Linked DNA regions of Mus musculus: all the other regions are linked to region 3. A link is a contact called in public promoter capture Hi-C data. All regions are on one chromosome and are shown on one strand. The core of a region is the stretch at or near the end of the contact, and the rest is flanking DNA. Distances in the headings are between cores, read along the strand shown.

What was found. Promoter capture Hi-C pulls out the DNA fragments that hold promoters and counts their contacts.
Region 1: a contact with region 3 is called in a promoter capture Hi-C map of pre-B cells. The contact joins the promoter of Mrps27 here to the promoter of Smn1 in region 3. A contact is called at or near these places in 5 of 39 promoter capture datasets (cranial neural crest, liver, pre-B cells and 1 more), 1 of 15 datasets of contacts at CTCF or cohesin (large pre-B cells), 3 of 484 Hi-C or Micro-C datasets (B cells, CD4 T cells and the N1E-115 cell line), 3 of 115 datasets of contacts at active chromatin or transcription factors (bone marrow-derived macrophages, pro-B cells and stem cell-derived neural progenitor cells) and 1 of 9 other capture datasets (adipose tissue).
Region 2: a promoter capture Hi-C map of liver shows a contact between it and region 3, with 5 times the contacts expected there. The contact joins the promoter of 6430562O15Rik here to the promoter of Smn1 in region 3. A contact is called at or near these places in 3 of 39 promoter capture datasets (liver and pre-B cells) and 1 of 9 other capture datasets (liver).
Region 4: a promoter capture Hi-C map of the HPC-7 cell line shows a contact between it and region 3. The contact joins the promoter of Mrps36 here to the promoter of Smn1 in region 3. A contact is called at or near these places in 6 of 39 promoter capture datasets (the C10 cell line, the HPC-7 cell line, cranial neural crest and 3 more), 1 of 115 datasets of contacts at active chromatin or transcription factors (pancreatic cancer cells) and 1 of 9 other capture datasets (adipose tissue).

What each region holds. Positions count from the first base shown.
Region 1 is chr13:99,342,471-99,347,327 of GRCm38.p6, reverse strand. It overlaps Mrps27 (mitochondrial ribosomal protein S27), which reads right to left and starts at 2,542. Exons shown (of 11, transcript NM_173757.3): 1 at 2,453-2,542. The coding sequence starts at 2,525. It overlaps Ptcd2 (pentatricopeptide repeat domain 2), which reads left to right and starts at 2,650. Exons shown (of 10, transcript NM_026873.2): 1 at 2,650-2,764; 2 at 3,923-4,015. The coding sequence starts at 2,659.
Region 2 is chr13:99,409,297-99,414,081 of GRCm38.p6, reverse strand. 6430562O15Rik (RIKEN cDNA 6430562O15 gene) reads left to right here and starts at 1,256. Exons shown (of 2, transcript NR_015515.3): 1 at 1,256-2,240; 2 at 2,511-3,246. It overlaps Mrps27 (mitochondrial ribosomal protein S27), which reads right to left. Exons shown (of 11, transcript NM_173757.3): 8 at 4,171-4,273; 9 at 2,662-2,804; 10 at 1,717-1,887.
Region 3 is chr13:100,122,470-100,127,241 of GRCm38.p6, reverse strand. It overlaps Smn1 (survival motor neuron 1), which reads right to left and starts at 2,387. Exons shown (of 9, transcript NM_011420.2): 1 at 2,277-2,387; 2 at 584-655; 3 at 253-372. The coding sequence starts at 2,348.
Region 4 is chr13:100,741,739-100,747,123 of GRCm38.p6, reverse strand. Mrps36 (mitochondrial ribosomal protein S36) reads left to right here and starts at 2,465. Exons shown (of 4, transcript NM_025369.3): 1 at 2,465-2,594. The coding sequence starts at 2,556.

The DNA of each region.
Region 1 (4,857 bases), core at 1,293-3,792, 780 kb after region 3:
GTTGGTTGGAAAGATGCTTGCACAATGCTGAAAGTCACACAACTGTGTACTTCAGTGAGTGAGTTGTACTGCATGTGAAGAGAAGGAACTCTAAAATAAAAGGCAGCTACCCAGAGATCATAACAGATCACACAAGGATTACAACCTGAGTTTTATGTCAGTGAAGAGTGACTGCGGATGACACCTAACTTTGATTTCTAGCCTCTACATACATGCATTCATAAAAGCACGATGCAAGCATGCATTCACACACGCACACACACACACACACACACATCTTTCTATGATGCTTTGTGCGTGTCATAAAGTCATAAAGAGCAAAGGTTTCTCCATCACTGCATACAAGCTGAGGTTCTAATAACGTCACAACCAAAGAATTTCTACAGCCAGGGGCAAAAGATGAAAGGAGATGGACACAAAGTGGAAGATCTAGATCAGACTCTCAAACTTTTTATGCATATGAGTCTCATTAAAATGCAGATAGTTTCTCTGTAGGCCCAGATTGCAGAGAGATTCTACTTATCCGACAAGTAACCCAGTAACAACATTCAAAGTGCTCAAAACACATCTGAATGAGTAAGAGTCTTCAGACTCACAGGCTTAGGTCTGGGCCTTGCCAGTCCCCCTCTGCACGTGCCATTCAAAATGTCTCCAAGCATTTTGTTTGTTTGTTTTGTTTTTAAAATAAGAAAATAATGTGATTGTGAAAATAGACAAGCTTTAGCAGCACAATTTAACTTTTAGCCCTTGTGGTGCCAATAATAAATGCTATGAAGATTGGGCAGATCATACACCTCTGTATCTTTTTCATCATACACAAAATGAGGGATACCACCTATCAGCAGGGTGGTTAAGGCTCACTAATGCCTGTCTACGAATTATGGTACCCAGTAAGTTTCCTTCCCCTGTCCTTTTCACATACCTGTTGTTGCTCTATCTCAGTTCATTTTTCTTCTATCTTTTTGATCATTTGGGCTGTATTCTTTCATCCTATTTTAAGTAGACTATGTAGAAGTCTTAAAGTGTTGCATATACTGACTCATCTGTCATGAATTTGTACAAGCTGAGTACTTGAATTAGGGTATTTATACACTGATGTACTTATATTGCCTTCCTATAGCCTCCATCTGTGGTCTAATGCAGTGTCCAAAAAACTTCTGTAGAAATAAAAATGTTACATTTTAAATTGTCCAAGACAAAAGACATCAGCTACATGGATGTACTGACCACATAAAACACTAACTGCCGTGAAGAAACTTAGTTTTTAATCTTATTTATCTTCAACTTAAATTTAAATAGCTACAAGTACTAGCAACTACCAAGTTGGGATAGCTTCAGAGTATAAACTGCCAAAGTAAAGGTTCTCTCAAGTTGCTCTGTGTAGTTTCCATTCCTTTGTTACAATAGTTGCCCCAGCCATTATAAGCAACCAACTTACTCTCCTGTATCTACTAGTGTGGGTCTTATGAAACTTCAAAGAATTTACTACCAATCACAATTAAATATGCCAAATAGCTCTACAAAGCACTCTTAGTGCCAAATATTGTTCGTATCAATTTGTCAAATGTGTGATATGAAGTGTTCTTGCCAGGTAGTTCAAACACTTTATCTTTAGAAAACTCTTGAGGACAACTGTGGAGTTTTTAAATGGCTGTACACTTACAGGAGTGAGAGCAAGTGAGCATTGCTTCTCTTTTTGTGACTGGTGTTAAGGGAGTCTGATTGAAAACAAGCAGCATTGCAAACATCCAAGTGTGGTTAGTTCATTTTACTTCTGTTATCTGGCACATCTTCAAGGATTACGAGATTGTAAGCACTACAAACTCGGGTTTTGCAAAAACTTCAAAACGTATTTTCACCATTAGGTACCCTAAAAAGGCTTTGAGTGATTATGTGATTCAACTCAAGCCATCAAATCGCTCTGCTTGTTTACCTACTGGTGGAAAAAAAAAAAAAAAAAGAAATGTCAGGCAGAAGTTGTGGCCAAGGTCACCAGGTAAAGTGAGGCTAGTGTTGAAAAATTCTTTCAGGAGATGAAGACCAAGGGTTCGGGTCATCAAGTACAAGGCAGTGAGGGAAAACTTTTGCCTGATGACCCTCCAAAGAAATCTCAGGGGAAGAAAACTGTTCTAGCCCACGGAGTGAACATATTTGGGTTTTTCATGATCACCAAGAAGTCTACTAATTTAATACATTAAACTTGCAAGACATACGCAGAACCTCATGCTACAGCCTTCCCCTACTTTTCAAAAGTTTGGAATGGCGGGTACTAGCCTTAAAGAAGAGGGATTATTTTTCCTTTCTGGGTTACCAATACCCTAAACGGCTTCTCTAGCAACCGGATCCCAGACGCACTTATGCGCTTCCTGGAAGCCCATCACCCCCTTCCTTCAATAAACAGCGTGCTGGGAGGCCTAAATGGAGCTGCAGCTCCAAGGCAGCAGCCACCAACCTGCGAGGCAAAGGCGAGACGCGTCTAGTCGCCGAGCCAGGAGCATCCCACACCGCACCATGGGAGCCGCCATCTTGGAGCGCACCAAGTGGAAGGCGGGCGTGGGGGGACAGGCACAGAGCCCGCCTCCGCCGGAAGTGGTCCTACCACCTCAGAGGTCCCCCCTGCCCGGGTCCCGCAGATGGTGCAGCCCGGCCCGGAACAACATGGCTACAGTGTTTCGGCCCCTGGAACGCCTGCGGGTGCCGCGTCCTTCGCTGCATCCCGGGGTGACGGGCTCAGGCTCCGCCTGCTGCCGCTGCACTCTCGGAGGTACGAGCGGCCGCACGCCTGGAAGGAGGGAGGGTGGAAGAGAAGGGAGCGTGAGCCCACCGCGGCCTCTCTTTTTGGAGGAGGCTCGTGCGCCCTTTCCCTTTTGCTGCACGCGTGAGCAGCCCGGTTTGCTTCCGGACTGTGAACCCCTCTGCTCTGTGCCTGGAAAGCAAAGGGCAGCTAGGGACTGCACTTGCAAAGGTCCAAGTTGCTCTTCGAGAACATACCTCAGTCGTCGGGTGTCCTTTTCTGCAAGGTTTTGGTGCGGAGTTTAAGAGATGGGAACCCAAGCTGTGCTGCTTACATTCTCAAAGACTCGAGGCAGGCGTCCTCATCCCCCAAATTATTCCTTACCGCCTTTCTGAAGGCGTGACTGCTATTGATAATAAAATTATTATAATGTGGGCGCGCACACACACACATAGCATCCAGTGACAGAGGTACCCTTCTTCATTTACAGAATAGGAAGTAGACAAGGTTGTCACTCGCCCAAGGTCACAGGGAGCTGGCAGATGCTGTATTTGAACTAAAGACCCAGATCTGACAGCGTCACAGGACTGCCTTTTCATAAACAACTATTTTTGTTACTACCTTACTGTGTCAGATCTCAGTGCACGGTTCATCTGTTTTTATCTCATGCACAGCCAACGATGCAGAAGGGTACATTCCAGACTTGCTGATCTGTGGTCAGTGATTTCTGATCTAGGGTTACTGAGTCCAGATCTGAAAGGCTATCTTCAGTGCCGAAGTTTCAAAACTGGAAGTCATGATATAGCTTTTCCCAATATTTCATGTTTCTCCCAAAATAAACCAAGCAAAAGTGTGTGTGTGTGTGTGTGTGTGTGTGTGTGTAGGTGTCTGCAGTGTGTGTGTGTGTGTGTGTAGGTGTCTGCATTGCTAGCCCCCAACTAGATAGCAAATGCCCATTTGTTCTTCATAGCTCATCTTGTCAACCAGTCTTCACACTCCATCAATCCCTACCTCTTTCAAATGTAAGACTTGCATTCAATACTTGACTGGAGATGTTTGCTTCTCACCAGGGATATATAGTATTTGTACCTCTCTGGATGGATCCTTTAGAGGCAACCATGCTCTTATTTGCTGCGGGGGAGGGGGAGAGCAATCAAAATGACTTTATTTTCTTTTTCTACTTTTTAGCTAAAAGATACCTACTCACAGATAACATTGTGAAGTTAAAGGAATTTCAACATAAGAAGATAGCTATTGCATATAACCTACCTGGCACCAAAGGTAATATCTGTTTTATTAATTCTTTAATCGTCTGTCATTCATATTTCTCCTTTGTCTCTATTCACTCTTTCAAGACCTATCTCATAGAGAGAAAAAAGACAGAGTGACCATTAGTTTCCTCATCAACCCTTTCTCTCAGACTCTGGTACTTCAAGTCCATGGCTCTTCCTTTAGCCCTGCCCCTAGGAACCCCACGAAAATAGTGATATTAGCCCTGTGGCCAGTCATCTAGATCTCTGCTGCTCAGAATATGATTTGAGGACCATCATCAGCATCAATTGGGAGATCGATAGAGATAGACTTGGAAAGGCAGCAGATTGGAATAGACTACATAGTTCAAGAGTCCAGGCTTTCAAATGTTGATTAAGTATACCGTAGACCTGTGATATACTTGTAGGTCAGTAAGACCATGGTGTGGTAGTACATTTGGATTTTTCACACTTTAGAATCTAGGATTTACTTTGAAAAGCTCACTGTATTTAGGCTACACAGAAGAATCAAAATTAGCAAACTTGGCACCTGTTAAGACTGATTGCCAGATGAGGGTCATTATACTGGTTTTTTTTTTTCCCTCCTACTTTTGAGAGATACTTAAGGAGTTAAAAGTGCTTGCTGCTATTCCAGAGAGCCTGAGTTCGGTTCCTAGCACTCACATTGGGTGACTTAGAACTGCCTATAATGGTCTAGCTTCAACTCCTCCGTTGCCCTCTTCTGGTCTTTGCAGGCATAAATGTGCACAAACCTTTGTGCAGACATGCATGCCTGCATAAAATCAAAATATTTAAAACATGTAAAAAGCACTAAAAACATGAGGACACCAGTTCTTTGGCTTTAGTCCCTGT
Region 2 (4,785 bases), core at 7-2,506, 710 kb after region 3:
ACAGATCACCAGAGAGTGACATTTAGGACCCCAGCTGCAGCTGAGAGTCACATGTGCTCGCACCCCGAGGTGACTTAGCGTACAGCATAGGATCTGGCAGAACGGCAAAGGGGGCCAGACCGATGGGATCTAAGGAGCAGACTAATTATAAAAACAGACCCAAACAGATGACCTCAGACTAATGAAAAGCAGGCAACAGGAAGAAAATGTAAACTGAAAACCATTTCTTCCTAACATAATTTTCCAGGTAGTCTGAGGCCAAAGAGAAAGCCAGGAAATCTCAACTGTGAGGAGGTTGGCTTTGTCCAAATCCCAGCTCACTGCTGGGTCACATAAGCCGAGACTCTCCCGCCCAGGCCTCCTGTGAGGATAAAGGAAATGGGGGAGGGGGCTTACAGCTGCTAACATAGCTAAGGTCACAGATGGCAGGCTACAAACATGTGTTTCTGTTCTTTCTTGGATGCTCAGACAGTGTCCCATGGCAGTAAAAGGGCTAGAAGCTAGTGAAGACAAAGGTCTCCATCCTCTGAGACGCAACGGACAAAAAACGGCCAAAAGTCAAAAAGCAATCAAAACTGAGTACAACATTTACAAAACCCAGGCAAACCTGACGCCTGACAGTGGCTCAGCAACCTCAGGCAGCATTCAGCAGTGTGGTCATTCTTTTTTTTAATGTTTTGTTGTTGATGTTGTTTTTTCAAGACAGGGTTTCTCTGTGTAGCCCTGGCTGTCCTGGAACTCACTCTGTAGACCAGGCTGGCCTCAAACTCAGAAATCCTCCTGCCTCTGCCTCCCGAGTGCTGGGATTAAAGTCGTGCACCACCACGCCCAGCAAGTGTGGTGATTCTTGTTTTCTTTAAGTTTTATACACTGACAAGCAAAGTTAAGAGAAAGAACTGTGTCTAAGTTCTCTACTCTGCTTTGTCCTTGGGGTATGACAAGGAACATCAATCTTTTTATTCTTAGTTTCAAATTACAGGAGAGAAGCTAAGAATGACTTCCCTTCAGAAGTATTGGGGAGAAAAAACCCTAAAATACCATGGGATCCTGTGCTACGGCAAGGCCTGCCATTGCTGGGTCAGAAGAGACAGACTCACGGGCAGGAGCCCAGCTCTCCTTCCTGCTGTGAAAAGGCACAGTGCAGCAGCAGGCGTGGGAGGAGAATTCTCCCGCTCCTATGATGACATCATAACCTGAAAGTACTTCCTTCTTTTTGTATTAAAGAGACAAGAAACAAAGCAGAGAGCAGGCTCAGGGATTTTCTTCCCTGACACAAACAGCAGAGCATTTGGGACAGAGAGCTCACTGACAGTTTGAGTGCTCAGCACTGTTCTGGAAACCTGTCCACAGGCAGTGTCTCTAATGGCCCTGCTGAACAGCACAAAGCTGCCAGCTAAGCGCCACAAAGGATTCGTGAGTCTTATCTCTGCTGAAGCTGTGACTGACCCAGCACATTTGGTGTAGTGTAGAGAAATGGCTGGTCACTTGCCACCCTGAGTGGGAATCAGGCTGCTGTTGAGAAGCCGCTGGGGTGCCGTGCTGCCCCAGGGAACGGAACCGTGACATCAGCTCAAGCATGAAGTCGTAACAATGCCACTGCTTTCCCAAAAGGCCACGGTCTGTGGGAAGGAACACAACTGCAATTCTTGATGCGAGTTTTTCATGCCTTTGTGTGTGACTGATGCAGGAAAAGGCTCAGTTTCTACTACGAATCACCTGAAAGCGCTCGAGGTATCGGGGAAGCTTGGACTGTTCTGGTTCCTCAGTGTCTAGCTGCTCCACCAGGTTTGCTGAGCCCAAGCCATCTTCACCTTCCTGAGGCTGTGCCTCTGAAGTCTGGACATCTGGAGACGTCACCACCTTCAGGACTCCATCCAGCACATCGAGCTGTAGGGCACAGGAGAGTCAGGAGGACATCTGTTATAGACTTGACTGTGTGCAGGCCAACTTCAAAGTGTGTGTTCCTTGGTTATAATGACTGAGAAAGAGCATTAATGATATCAGCATAATGTGCCATGGGAGACACTGGGTTGAGGACCTCAGGACAGAAATGAAAGCTGAGTGGTGAGCCTTGGCATTTCAGAGTCAAGGCCACACAGAAGAGCATCTCCAAGGGTGTAGGCTAGGCAGCTAGCCAGCTCCCAGGGCTTCATGTCTCTCTGCTCCCTCCCTGCCATTACCGGACGATAACTGCACTCCTGGGCCTGGCTTTTTAAGTGGTTCTGGGGATCTGAACTCAGGTACGTAAGCTTGTGAGACAGATACTTTACCAATAGCCAAGGATAATGGAGAAAAGTGCTATGTAGTCTCTCCATACTACAGGAGGGGTAAATCCACCAAAACTACTTAAGTTTCTATTCCACCGCCGTAAATCCCTTTTGGATGGGGGAGGTGGTGAAGAGGGTGGTATTTATTGATCTGAGCTTGAATGTAAGGGAGCAGACAGCTTTCCTTTCACTTAATGATGTATGAATCAACAATAATCTGATTTTCCATTGCCTTTTTGACAGCCACACTGAAAATGTTTGTGGTTTCTTTTCATCCTTTTAAACGGAATAAATACCAATTCTGCACACATACAGAAAGCAGCGGAAGGAGAAAGACCATGGGAACAGATGCCTGTGAAGCCTCCATTTGACTGAGTGGGGTGGAAAAACATACCACTTCTCTACCCAGCTTGAGGTCTTCAGGGGAGGAGGCCACCCTCTCCATCACTTGGAGGGCTCTGTCGAGGTAGCCTGGTGTCCACATCAGAGGCATGCCGTGGTATACAGCCCGCACCCCACGCTGCAGTTCCACCTTCCCTGTGGCCAAAAGAGCAACAAAGACTGATCAGCCATGCCTCCTCACTGGGTCTGCAGCCAAAGGCTTGGAAGGCCCCAGCCAACAGCAGCCTAGGCAAGGACCCTCACCACGCACACCTTAAAAGGAAGCTTGGTGAACTTGTGTTATGTGTTTCCTCTGGCTGGAGATTTACCAGGGCCCATGAATCATTGGGCTGAGGAACTTTGAGAGTCTGACAGAGCTGTTCCTACAGAAGGCCACCCTTAAGACAAAAGAAAATTATACTACGTATGTTTCAAGGCCAAAACCATACCCAGAAAAAGCAATGTCACAGCTTCCTACTCTGAGGACCCTGTGACTCAGCGGTGACTTTCCCTGCCGGGAAATGTGTGACTTGTTTTGAAAAGTGTCAAACATACAATCTATTTTCTTTATGAATAAGAAAAGGAACTGCTTCCCCCCTCACTTTCTTGAGTGTTATCAGTTCTTACATCAGCGTCCCGGCTACCTTTGAGGTCACAGGGCCAGGTTGCTCAAACTGCCACGCAGCTGTGGCCAGGCAGCAGGGCCCCGGGAAGCACAGGGCCACCTGCACTGATCTTAGCACTGATGAGCAAAGTCACCTTGAGTGGCTCGGTCTAAGTTTGCCTCTGCTCATCTTTCTTGGAAGGGAGGATTTGGGAAGCTGGAAGAGGATGCCAGCAGACAAAGCTTATCAGGAGATGGCTAATTTTAGATCTTTAAGGTGCTTGGGCTGGACACGGGTCATGCTGGGCTGCTGGCTTGAGTCGAGTAAGGCTGTGGAGCAGGGGCAGAGGTGGGGTGTCTGATGGCATGGCTGCCTATCGCAAGGGACCAGGGCCTCTTCTCATAAGCAACAGTCAAGTACATTCCTTAGCCTCACCAACTTTCTGAATGATCTGTGTAATACGGCAGTCCTGAACACTAATCTGAACACCCTTCCACCTGGCTGTACAAACACCTGGGACCAACAGGTGACCGTTCCTGAGAGGTGCTCTCTGACCTTCCTCCCTCACCTGGAATCAAAGTCAAAGACACAGATGATCGTTGGTCGACACTGGGAAAGTATTGGCTAGCAATCCTGATAGATCACCACAAGTTCACATATGCTGTCCCTTCCTCACACTGATCAAAAATAAGTTTTCCTACAGTTACCAGAGCCAGTTCTGAGCTGGTTGGTGGTGACAGGTCTAATGACATCCCTTGACCATCCATAACTGGAGTGTTATTTTATTGACTATACTTGGGAGTTATAACTGGATGTTCACTAGTAAATTTAAATGAAGCTTTAATTCTATTATGAGACAAAAGGCTGTGCTACATCTTTCCACAAAGAACAGTATGAACAAGGCTCACTTAGCTTACCGAGAAGTGCATAGCCATACAGCTGGGAACTCAGGCCCACTGTGTTCCTTTGTTTCAGGCCAGAAAGCAAGAGGGACGCCCCAAAGTCTCTTTCTTCTTCCCACTGCAACAGAATACAGCAGATCACTGTCTATTAAACGTGGATACTTCATGCTAAATGTGATTTTTTAAAAATATGACAGCCAAAAGCATGTATTAAGTTTATGAAAATAACAAACTGTGTAGAAGTTATCCCGATTCTATAAATAAAAGGTATTCATATTTTTAAAAAATCAGAACAGAAATGCCCTCTATATAACTAAGGACTCCTGGGTGGTGAGATTTCATTAAGTGGTTTTGGTTTTCTCCTTTGTGCTTCTCATGATTTTTTATATTTTGGTAATGAGCCAGAGCCTTTTACAGTCAGAAAAGAGAAGAGAATAGAGTACTCTGGACCCACACTGACTTGAGAGCGTCAAAGAGGCCCCCAGGCTGCCAGCTTCACATTTACCCTGCCCCAGAGGAGAGAGAACGCTAACAGCACAGCAGAGAGAAGCCTCCTCACACTGTTAAAGTAAGCACCACCATTAAGTTGCTTTTAGATAGATTTGTGCCTCTTAAAGACAAACCAGGCAA
Region 3 (4,772 bases), core at 1,138-3,637:
ATTTTTATAATTGTTGAACTTGTGTGTGTGTGTGGGGGGGGGGGGGGGGTTGAGTTGCATATCAGCTACACAGCACATACTCAGAATGCAGAGAGCTCTGGTTTTAATGCCCAGCCTGCACATGTGTGTGCGCACACGCCTGTGTGTGTATGTGTGCGTTTGCTAATTCATCCACAGCTCTGGGACACTCCAAACAGAAGCAGCATGCCGCCCCTCAGGCCGGGCAGGACCCTGGTTAAATCAATCTATCACCTGTTTCAAGGGAGTTGTGGCATTCTTCTTTTGGCTTTTATTCTTCTTGGCAGGTTTTCTTCTGGCTGTGCCTTTTGGCTTATCTGGAGTTTCACAAATGTCACCGTTCTTTAGAGCATGCTATGAAAACAGTAAATAAATAAATAAATAAATAAATAAGATCTATGTGTCATGGAGGGATATATTTTTAAAAAGTCACTACTTTCTAACATAACAGGTCCCACCACCTAAGAAAGCCTCAATGTGCTCAAGTTTATTTTTCTTCTCTCTCTTTCTTTACAAAATGTATGACCTGAGGAAATAAGGAAAAAAATGATTAACCATTTCATACCTTAAAGGAAGCCACAGCTTTATCATAAGCTTTTATCAATGCTGTATCATCCCAAATGTCAGAATCATCACTCTGAAGAGGGAGAAAAAATAAAAAATAAGTTATAGATAGATGTGCTTAATAAAAAACAGATAATAGGAAGTACTGGGGAAGTAGCTCAAAGTCCCTAGATCAACCCCCAGCAATGCCTACAGCCCAGACACTCAGAGTGTGTGTTACAGGCAGATACATTTCTAGAAAGTCACCACGCACGAACACAGAGATCCTAGCACCTAAGAAAGCCTCAATGTACTCAGTAGAAGCAGAGGACTGCCAAGGCAAAACTGGTCTGGGCTATAGTGGGTTCCCAGACAGCATAGACTACAACATAAAACTCTATCCCAACAAACAAACAAGCACACCAACAAACAAAAACAAAACCATGAACTACAAATTAAAATGGCTCATATCTATAATCTACAATCCCAATATCCCGGAGCTGGAGACAGTAGGGTTGCCAAGAGCTCCAGGCCAGTCTAGCATATTGAATTCCAGGCCAATTTAGGTTATGGAATGTGTCCCTGATTCAAATGGGGGCGGGAGGGGGGGCTGAGACGGGGCAATCTCCTTGAGTTTGATGCCAGCCTGGCTTACATGGAGAGTTCCAAGTCTCCTAAGGCTACCCTGTGAGACCTGTCTCAAAACAACAAAACAGCAACAAGAAAGAAGCTGCAATCAATAAGATTACCCCTGAGATTGTAAACATGACCCATCACCCTGGGCATGAAGAAGTTACCACGATGACAAATTAGCACAGGAACCTTGTGGTTTTAAGGAGAGAACCAGACCGCCAGGGCTCCCCTGAGGACAAAGGGCAAAGCTTTATTCAGAATAGGAATTGCTGGGCTGTCCCCCAAAGAAGGAAATGCAGCACTGCCCAAAGCTGCCCAGAATTCTCTTCTCCCACCCCAAGCCCCAAGCAGAAATCAGTTGCCATACCATAAGACGACCGAGGTCCTAATGTTTTAAACTTCGTTAGATGGAGTATGTTGTTTCCCAGGCTAGACTCAACTTCACATTCCTGCCTCAGGAGCTGGGACTGATCACATGCACAGTCCACCAACTTGGCTCTGATTTGCCCTCGTACTTACCAGTGTTTATCTTACTTCTACAGTCTCCCTGTAATTTAGGCTGGTCCGGAATTCACGCTGTAACCGAGGATCTTGAACTCCCGACCCTCCGGCCCCCATCTCCCAAGTGTTTGTGCATGTAATTATGCGTGCACCACCAACCCTGCCTCGGATCTGCTGTCGTATACATTTGAATGCAATGCAGTCAATAGCAACTTTCAACTACTCCGGGCAACTTTAGTTATCCCTCTCTCTCAAACTTTATCAACTGTTGTTTGCAACACTTGGTCTTTCCGGTTACAAAACTGGATCCAGAAAACCAGCATTTTAGTCTAAAGTCCCTGTGAACATCTTCATCCTGACCTAAATCTGGAGCTTTCCAATGGCTCCTATCTGGTTGCCTTGCTTCAGCCAGCCTGTCCCCGTTCCTGCACATCCCCTCACAGTCACACAGGACCAAAGCGTGGCTCACAGCCTCGCCGGCGCCCGAGCTGCACCAGGAGCCGCCTGCGGATGTGGCCCGAGCTCGCACCGCCTCGGTCTCGGGCAGCGCTCCGAGTGCTAGCGCCGAGCCGCGACCTCACCTGGCCGGTGCCACGCCGGAACAGCACCGTATCTTCCTGCTCGGAGCCCGCTCCGCCACTGCCCATCGCCATGGCCTGCTACCACGGACGCTGCCGGGCTCACTCAATGACGACTTCCGTCATGGGGCTTCTGGGACCGGAAGAGTACGGTGGCCCGGAGGCAGCCAGAGACCTCCTACACGCTTCCAACTCACTCCTCCCACATCTGTCTTTTCTCTTTCTCCCCTCCACCTGTCTTCTAGTTCTTTTTTTTTTTTTTAACCTTTCCCTCTGTTTTCTTCCAATTTATTTTCCTCCCTCCAGCCCTTTTCTTTTCATTTTTCAAGTCAGCCTCGCTATATAGCCTAGGCTGGCCTTTGCTACCTCAGCTTCCCGAGTTTGGGATGAACCTTCACAATAAGGGCATCCTGTGTTTGCTGGTTCTTGATGCACACACCAATTATTAGACGATGGGTTGGTATCGGGCCTTTTGCAGTGTTAGGTGTCTGTTTTGTAATGGGCCCAAGGTTGAGGTAAGGGGAGTCGACCATTTCCTTCATCTGGCATATCTGGTAAATTCCTGAGTCTGATTTTCCTGATAGAATTTCGATATCCCATGTGCCACCATAGTTTTGATTTATCCCAATAAATTTACAGATTGACTCAGGAATAAGCCACCTATCAGCCTGTAGAAAACAAACAAAAAACTAGATAAGTCCTGGCAGATGGTGCTATTTCTGGTGTACCCAGAGGTTTCAGTCACCTCCCTCAAGATGGAGTCAGAAGCTGCTTGTAGGGTGGAGTTTCCAGAGGCAAGCAGGTATGAGTTGGGGCCAGCCTGGTCTACATACGAAGTTCCAGGCCAGTCAGAGGTTTGCAGCGAGCCCCTGTCTCAAACTATGATGGACTCTCCCAGGGCAGGGCACAGCCTGGCAAAACCCACTGTTTTCTACAATTTAGGGGATCTTGGAATAGGGCATAGACAATAGGGCATCCCAAAAGCGCCCAGTGAGATTTGTGGGTTCTTGTGTTCCAGGATTTAACAAAATAAAATTGGACCAGGGGCACACTGATAGTGATGTGGGTGTAGATCGTTTGTTAAGAGAATGTTCCCAGCTGCGGACATGGACAGAGTATCTGGGAAACACATCCTACTGAGCTGGTAAAAGGCAGAGTGCCTTAGCTAAATTAGGGGATATTTACCCAACAGAACACTGAAACAATGTCTCAAAACCACAAAAACCTGCAATTTAAAAAAATGAGGAGGCGGTGACATCTTCGGCTCCAGAAAACCGGCCACCTTCCTGGCCAAAGCAACACAGCTTCTGGGAAAGATCCTGTTTTGGGCCTTCATCTTCAGCCAGGAGGAGGTCCAAACACCAGATAACTGTGCACCTTCCCTAAAAGAGGAGAGCTTGCCTGCAGAGACTGCTCTGACCACTGAAACTCAGAGGAGAGAGCTAGTCTCCCACGTCTGCTAGTAGAGGGTAACAAAATCAACAGAGGAACAATCTCTAAACAAAGACAACTATAACAACTAACTCCAGAGATAGCCAGATGGCGAAAGGTAAACGTAAGAATCCTACTAACAGGAACCAAGACCACTCACCATCATCAGAACCCAGCACTCCCACTTCGCCCAGTCCAGGGCATCCTAACACACCTGAAAAGGTAGACCTGGATTTAAAAGCATTTCACATGATGATGGTAGAGGACATAAAGAAGGAATTTAATAACTCACTTAAAGAAATACAGGAGAACACTGCTAAAGAGTTACAAGTCCTTAAAGAAAAACAGGAAAACACAACCAAACAGGTAGAAGTCCTTATAGAAAAACCGGAAAACACATCCAAACAGGTGATAGAAATGAACAAAACCATACTAGACCTAAAAAGGGAAGTAGACACAATAAAGAAAACCCAAAGTGAGGCAACGCTGAAGATAGAAACCCTAGGAAAGAAATCTGGAACCATAGATGCCAGCATCAGCAACAGAATACAAGAGATGGAAGAGAGAATCTCAGGTGCAGAAGATTCCATAGAGAACATCGGCACAACAATCAAAGAAAATGGAAAATGCAAAAAGATCTTAACTCAAAACATCCAGGAAATCCAGGACACAATGAGAAGACCAAACCTACGGATAATAGGAGTGGATGAGAATGAAGATTTTCAACTCAAAGGACCAGCAAACATCTTCAACAAAATTATTGAAGAAAACTTCCCAAATCTAAAGAAAGAGATGACCATGAACATACAAGAAGCCTACAGAACTCCAAATAGACTGGACCAGAAAAGAAATTCCTCCCGACACATAATAATCAGAACATCAAATGCACTAAATAAAGATAGAATACTAAAAGCAGTAAGGGAAAAAGGTCAAGTAACATATAAAGGCAACCCTATCAGAATTACACTAGATTTTTCACCAGAGACAATGAAAGCCAGAAGAGCCTGGACAGATGTTATACAGACACTAAGAGAACACAAATTCCAGCCCAGACTACTATACCCAGCC
Region 4 (5,385 bases), core at 1,216-3,715, 620 kb before region 3:
CAAATATAAATTCATTTTTAAAACACGTATTTTAACCACCCCTGAGTTAAAAGCATTCTAAGCCCCAGCTAATTTATGCTAATTTATGCAGCTGAGACTTCATAAGCTCCAAGCCATGACTTATATCGGAAGTTGTCTGTAAGTTCAGGTTTAGCGGAAGGGATGCTTCCATTTCTTCAGACAAAATGAATTGCCCGAGGATGGTCCTCAGCCCACTACCAGCCTTCTACCTCAACTTCATTGCTTCCTGCCAGCCTTTATCTGTGCTCCATAACTACACATTCAGTTTGCTTCCCAGGCCTTATTGCCCAAACCTACTTCAAGTTATCTTTCCCCTGCTTCAGAACTGGCGCTTTGCTCTCAAAGAGCATGTGCCAATGTACAGTCCAAGGGCTCAAGAGTCACCACAAAGAGGAGGGGGCAGAGGATAACACGTTGTGTGTGGGTCCTCCTTCCACTATGTAGATCCTAACTCACTGGGCTTTGCCGCAGGTTCCCTTACCAGAGCCATCTTATTGGCCCTGGTTTTGATTTTTTGAAACGGGGTCTCATGTTGTCCATGCTGGTTTTGAACACACTGGCCTCGAACTTCTGACTCTTCTGCTACCACCTCCCAAGGATTGGAATTATAGGCATCTGTCATTAGTTACACTCGTTTTATTTGGTGGCACTAGGAATAGAACTCAAGAGCCTTGGATATTCTAGCCAGTGCTGTAATACTAAGCTATATTTGTATCCTCTAAATACATTTTTGACTGTCTTTTTGGCTTGGTTTATGTGTGTGTGTGGTACTTACATGAGTGTACTGGTGTGTACCCATACCCACAGCCCACCCACACACAGATGGTTGTGAACAGTCATGTGAGTACTGACTGCGACTTGAGCCTGGGACTTCTGAAGAGCAACGGTGCTCTTTCCTGATGAGCCATCTCTTCAGCACCCTCTACCTCAAGCTTTTTTATTTTTATATTTTTGAGGCAGGGTGTCTTGTTAAACCTGGAGCTTGCTATTTCAGTTAGACTAGCTGATTAGCAAGGCCTAGGACCAGTCCATTTTTGCCCCCCTCCCCTGCTCAGTAATGGGGTTACAGATCCATGTCCTCATGCCCAGCTTTGTGTGCCTGTGCCTGTGCATATCTCCTGAGGCCAGAGGACGATTTCTGTATTGATTTTTGTCACTCTCTGCCTTATTTCTTGGAGACAGGGTTTCTCATTGAACCTGCAGCTAGGTTGGTGGCCAACTAGCCCCAGTGATGTAATCTTCCAAATGTACACAGCTCCAATGATCCAATCTTCCTATCTCCAGACCTACACAGAACTTCAGCTACAAGAAACAAACAGAGGGAGGCTGGAGAGATGGCTCAGTGGTTAAGAACACTGACTGCTCTTCCAGAGGTCCTGAGTTCAATTCCCAGCAACCACATGGTGGCTCACAACCATCTGTAACAGGACCTGATGCCCTCTTCTGGTGTGTCTGAAGACAGTACAGTGTACTCCAAAATAAATAAATGTTAAAAAAAAAGAAAGAAAGAAAGAAAGAAAGAAAGAAAGAAAGAGAGAGAGAAAGAAAGAAAGAAAGAGCAGAGCACACACGCTTCACACCCAGGAATCTCATAAAAAAAAAAAAAAAACCACAAAACCAGAATCCGAAATACACATGCAAAGAATATGTAAGGTTGAAAGAAAAAGTGCCCTGACTTAACCTTATGAGACAAAGGACTTTGAGCAATGCTGTTGAGTTCATTTTGGATTGGCTATTTACTGCTTGGTACAGGGCCTTAAGAGTGGCTTGTTTTCCCAGTGAGACTTCCTTGAAGAAAATTTTAAGTTTTCATTTGGGAGTGGCTATCTGTGCTAGGGATGGGGACACGTATACACTCTTTCTCAGCTCGAGGACCCCATCTGATACACACCCTATGCATGCTGCTGCTGTCTTGGAAAGTTTATATGTGTGCCAGCCCTGTTGTATTTAGAAGGCCTTGATTCTTTGGAGTCCTCCACCCAGCCCCTCTGTGTCTTAACACTTTTTTTCTCCTATTCTTTTGCAGAGTTCCCTGAGCCCTGAGGGGAGGCACTTAATGAAGATATTCCTTTTAAGGCTGAGTGTTCAAAGGTCTTTCATGATGCATATTGCCTGGCTGTGGCTGTGATCCCCATCTGCTTCAGGAGACTTCTCTGAGGATGGTTGAGCAAGGGAGGGAATCTATGTAACTCCCAAGTTTTAATAAAATCGTTCGTGTTAGGAAGCCACAAGAGGTGGTTTCAGATTAAATTTCGGACTGTACTGAAATTAGAAACTAGCTATCTAGGAGGGAAATGGTCCTAGATAATTTAGGATGACGAACCAAATAGTTCAACTGGTTACAGCACAACGTTGTAATTGGAAGGCCAGAGGTGAGTGTCTAGGCGGGAAGAGGGGCGGGGCGGACGCAGAGGGGTGGAGTTGTCCCTTATAGCTCCTCAGTGACATCACACAGGCTCCGCCCCACGCTGCCCACTCCAGATACTTCTGCAGCTCGTCTGCGCCCCGGAAGCTGCCCCTGCTCGGGGGTCACGATGGGCAGCAAGATGGCTTCCGCCACCAGGGTCGTGCAGGTAAAACCCGGGCCGCTCCCGCGCTTGGAAGGGAGGGAGGGATGGTGCAGACGCAGCGGCAGCGCCGGGAGGAAAGGCGGTGCCAGAGAATGCATCGTGACCGCGGCCCTGAGGAGGGCCAGCGGGTGTATGTGTCTGATAATGGAACCTACGGGCTCCAGGGTGGCCCGGAGTAAATTGGGTCTGGCGCCAAGGGTTCGAGGCCCGCGGCGGGTGGTGGCCTCTGGTCGTGTCCGCTCGTGCTCGTCGGAGGTCGGAGGATTCCCCAGCACCTCCTTAGCCCTCGTAGTCTGCGGACTACGCTGCCCTCCAGCAGTCCGGCCAATCGCTGTTTAATATTGTCCGTGATGTTCGCCAGCCAGCCAATCCGGAGGAAGGCCGTAGCGGGGCGGGGAAGGAAGCAAATCCTGGATCTGATCTGGTGTCCCTTCAAGGACTTGGGAATGGCCGGATAACCGGCCCCTTTGCCTGCTACCTCCCTTGGAGCTGGTTAGAGTTGATCTCTTCAGGCTCTTGGCTAGAGATGCGGGAATGAGTAAAATTCATGCTATTTAAGTTTATTATACTTACTAGTATGTGTGTTTCAGGGTTGGTTTGCCAAGCCTTTCTCCACTGTGCTTAGATAGGCAGCTATGGTAACACTGCTATTCCACCCATCAATTACTAACTGCTGACAGCTTTTTTTTTTTTTATCTACTTCTCCAGCTGTGGTCTCTAAGAAGGAGACGTAACAATTCATGAGTAAGTGGACACAGCCTTTTGTAATTAGAGAGTTTTAAAATTCTGAACATGGAGTATTTTCAGATTAATCTTCACTTATATGCTTTTCTTTTTTTTCTTTTTTTTCTTTTTTTTTTTTTTTTTTTGGGCACAAACACATTTTCTCTTGAAGTTGTCGGAATGATGACCCTAGACCTTTGGAACCATTGCAATGAATAATCTTCAGTTAAGCATTCCGTCGGTAGGCACGGAGCATTGAGTACGATTTTGCAAGCTCAGAGTAGCTGACAAAGTCTGTTATCTGTCCTATATAACCTCATACGTCAATAATGCATATATAACTCAATCTGGAGTGCGGAAAGGAGCGGACATGGTGGCACGCTCAATTAATCCCAGCACTCAGGAGGCAGAGGTAGGCAGATCTCTTGTGAGGTAGAGGCCAGCCTGGTCTACAGAGTGAGGTACAGCCAGAGCTCTGTAGTAAAACTAAGTCTAAAAAATAAAAAATAAAAATAAAGGTGGTGTGTATGTAGGAATTGATATAGCAAAAGAATATAGTCACTGGAGTGATAAGCATTTGAAGACATGCTTGGAAATTCTTACTTTCTGCATTGGCAGGGGGTCCGATCCCAGCCCCCACACTGGTTGTAGCCTCAGCCTAGAGAGTGAGAGGGGAAGGCTAGCAGGGCTCTAGAACTCGCTAGCTAGCTAGACCGATGAGTTGTGGGTTCAGGGCGCCTGAAGGAGGAGATCCTGTGTTGACTTTTGAGCTCCACATGCATGTACATACCACACATGCATACATTTCACAAAGACACAAATGCACACACAAGCAGGGGCAGGTGAATCTGAGTTTGAAGCCAACCTGGTCTACATAATGAGTTCCAGGACAGCCAGGGCCACGTACAGAGTCCCTTCTTAAAGGCAAGGAAAGATAAGAAAAGAAAGGAGGAAAAAAAAAAGGAAAGAAAAAGAAAACTCTTACTCCATTCCGATGGCTCAGAAGGGAGGGGACTTGATTCTGTGACCTCAGTTTGGTCACCGGGTGGAAGGAGGGAACCAACTCCTGAAAGCTTAGCCTCTGGCTTCCACATGCACACACACAAATTACAAAGCAAAAAAAAAATTTTTTTAAAGTGTTTTTCTACAATATACATTTCTGTAGATAAAGGAAAAAGCTGAAACAAAGATTTCGATCATTTTAATGGATTTATAGGCTTAGGAATTACAGGTGTTCTCAGATAATTTGTATTTTTCTACACGTTTTTTTCCCCAGTTTTTACACAGATTGTGTAGTCAGAATAAGTGTTTTGTTGCTATTTTGTCTTTTAATTCTTACTGACCTTAACTGTAGTGAGCTTTCTCAGCAGTAACCAGCCACAGTTGATATTTAGATTGGGGTGAAATCTTGTCTAGTAGAAAGAGCCATCCATGCTTCTGAATAGGGGGGTGACTACTTAATGGCATTTGTTTGTCTTTCCTGCATGGAGCTGAGTGTGAGCTATAATTTAGAAGAGTGTGTCACTTGTTGTTCTTGTTGCTTTTACTCAAATATAAATTTTGAAATATTTTTTAAAAATTAGAAAAAGTTAAAAATAAAAAAAATAGACAGCAAATAGAACAGTTTTGTTTGTGTGTTTTTTATTTGGTTTGTTTGTTTGTTTGTTGTTGTTTTTGTTTTGTTGTTGTTGTTGTTTGGTTTTGGGGTTTTTTTGGCGGCTCTGTGTAATTCTGGCTGCCCTTGAAGTTGCTATGTTGTTCAGGCTGGCTTTGAACTCATGGAGATTCGCCTGCTTCTGCCCTCCTGTGTGCTGGGATTAAAGGTGTCTCTGAGTAGGTGTTCTTGACTTTTGTCATGAAACTGTTGGGTAGTAACAGAACATGGGGAGACTTGATACAAATCAGGAAATTTCCACGTACTTCCTTACCACCCTGTAAGTCAAGCAGCACAAGGTCACATGGTCGTCACTGGTTCAGCTTGCTTAGTTTTTACTTTTATTTCTATGTCTGTCTGTCTGTCTGTGTGTATGATCCCCTGGAGCTGGAGTTACAGGTACTTGTGAGCTGCCTG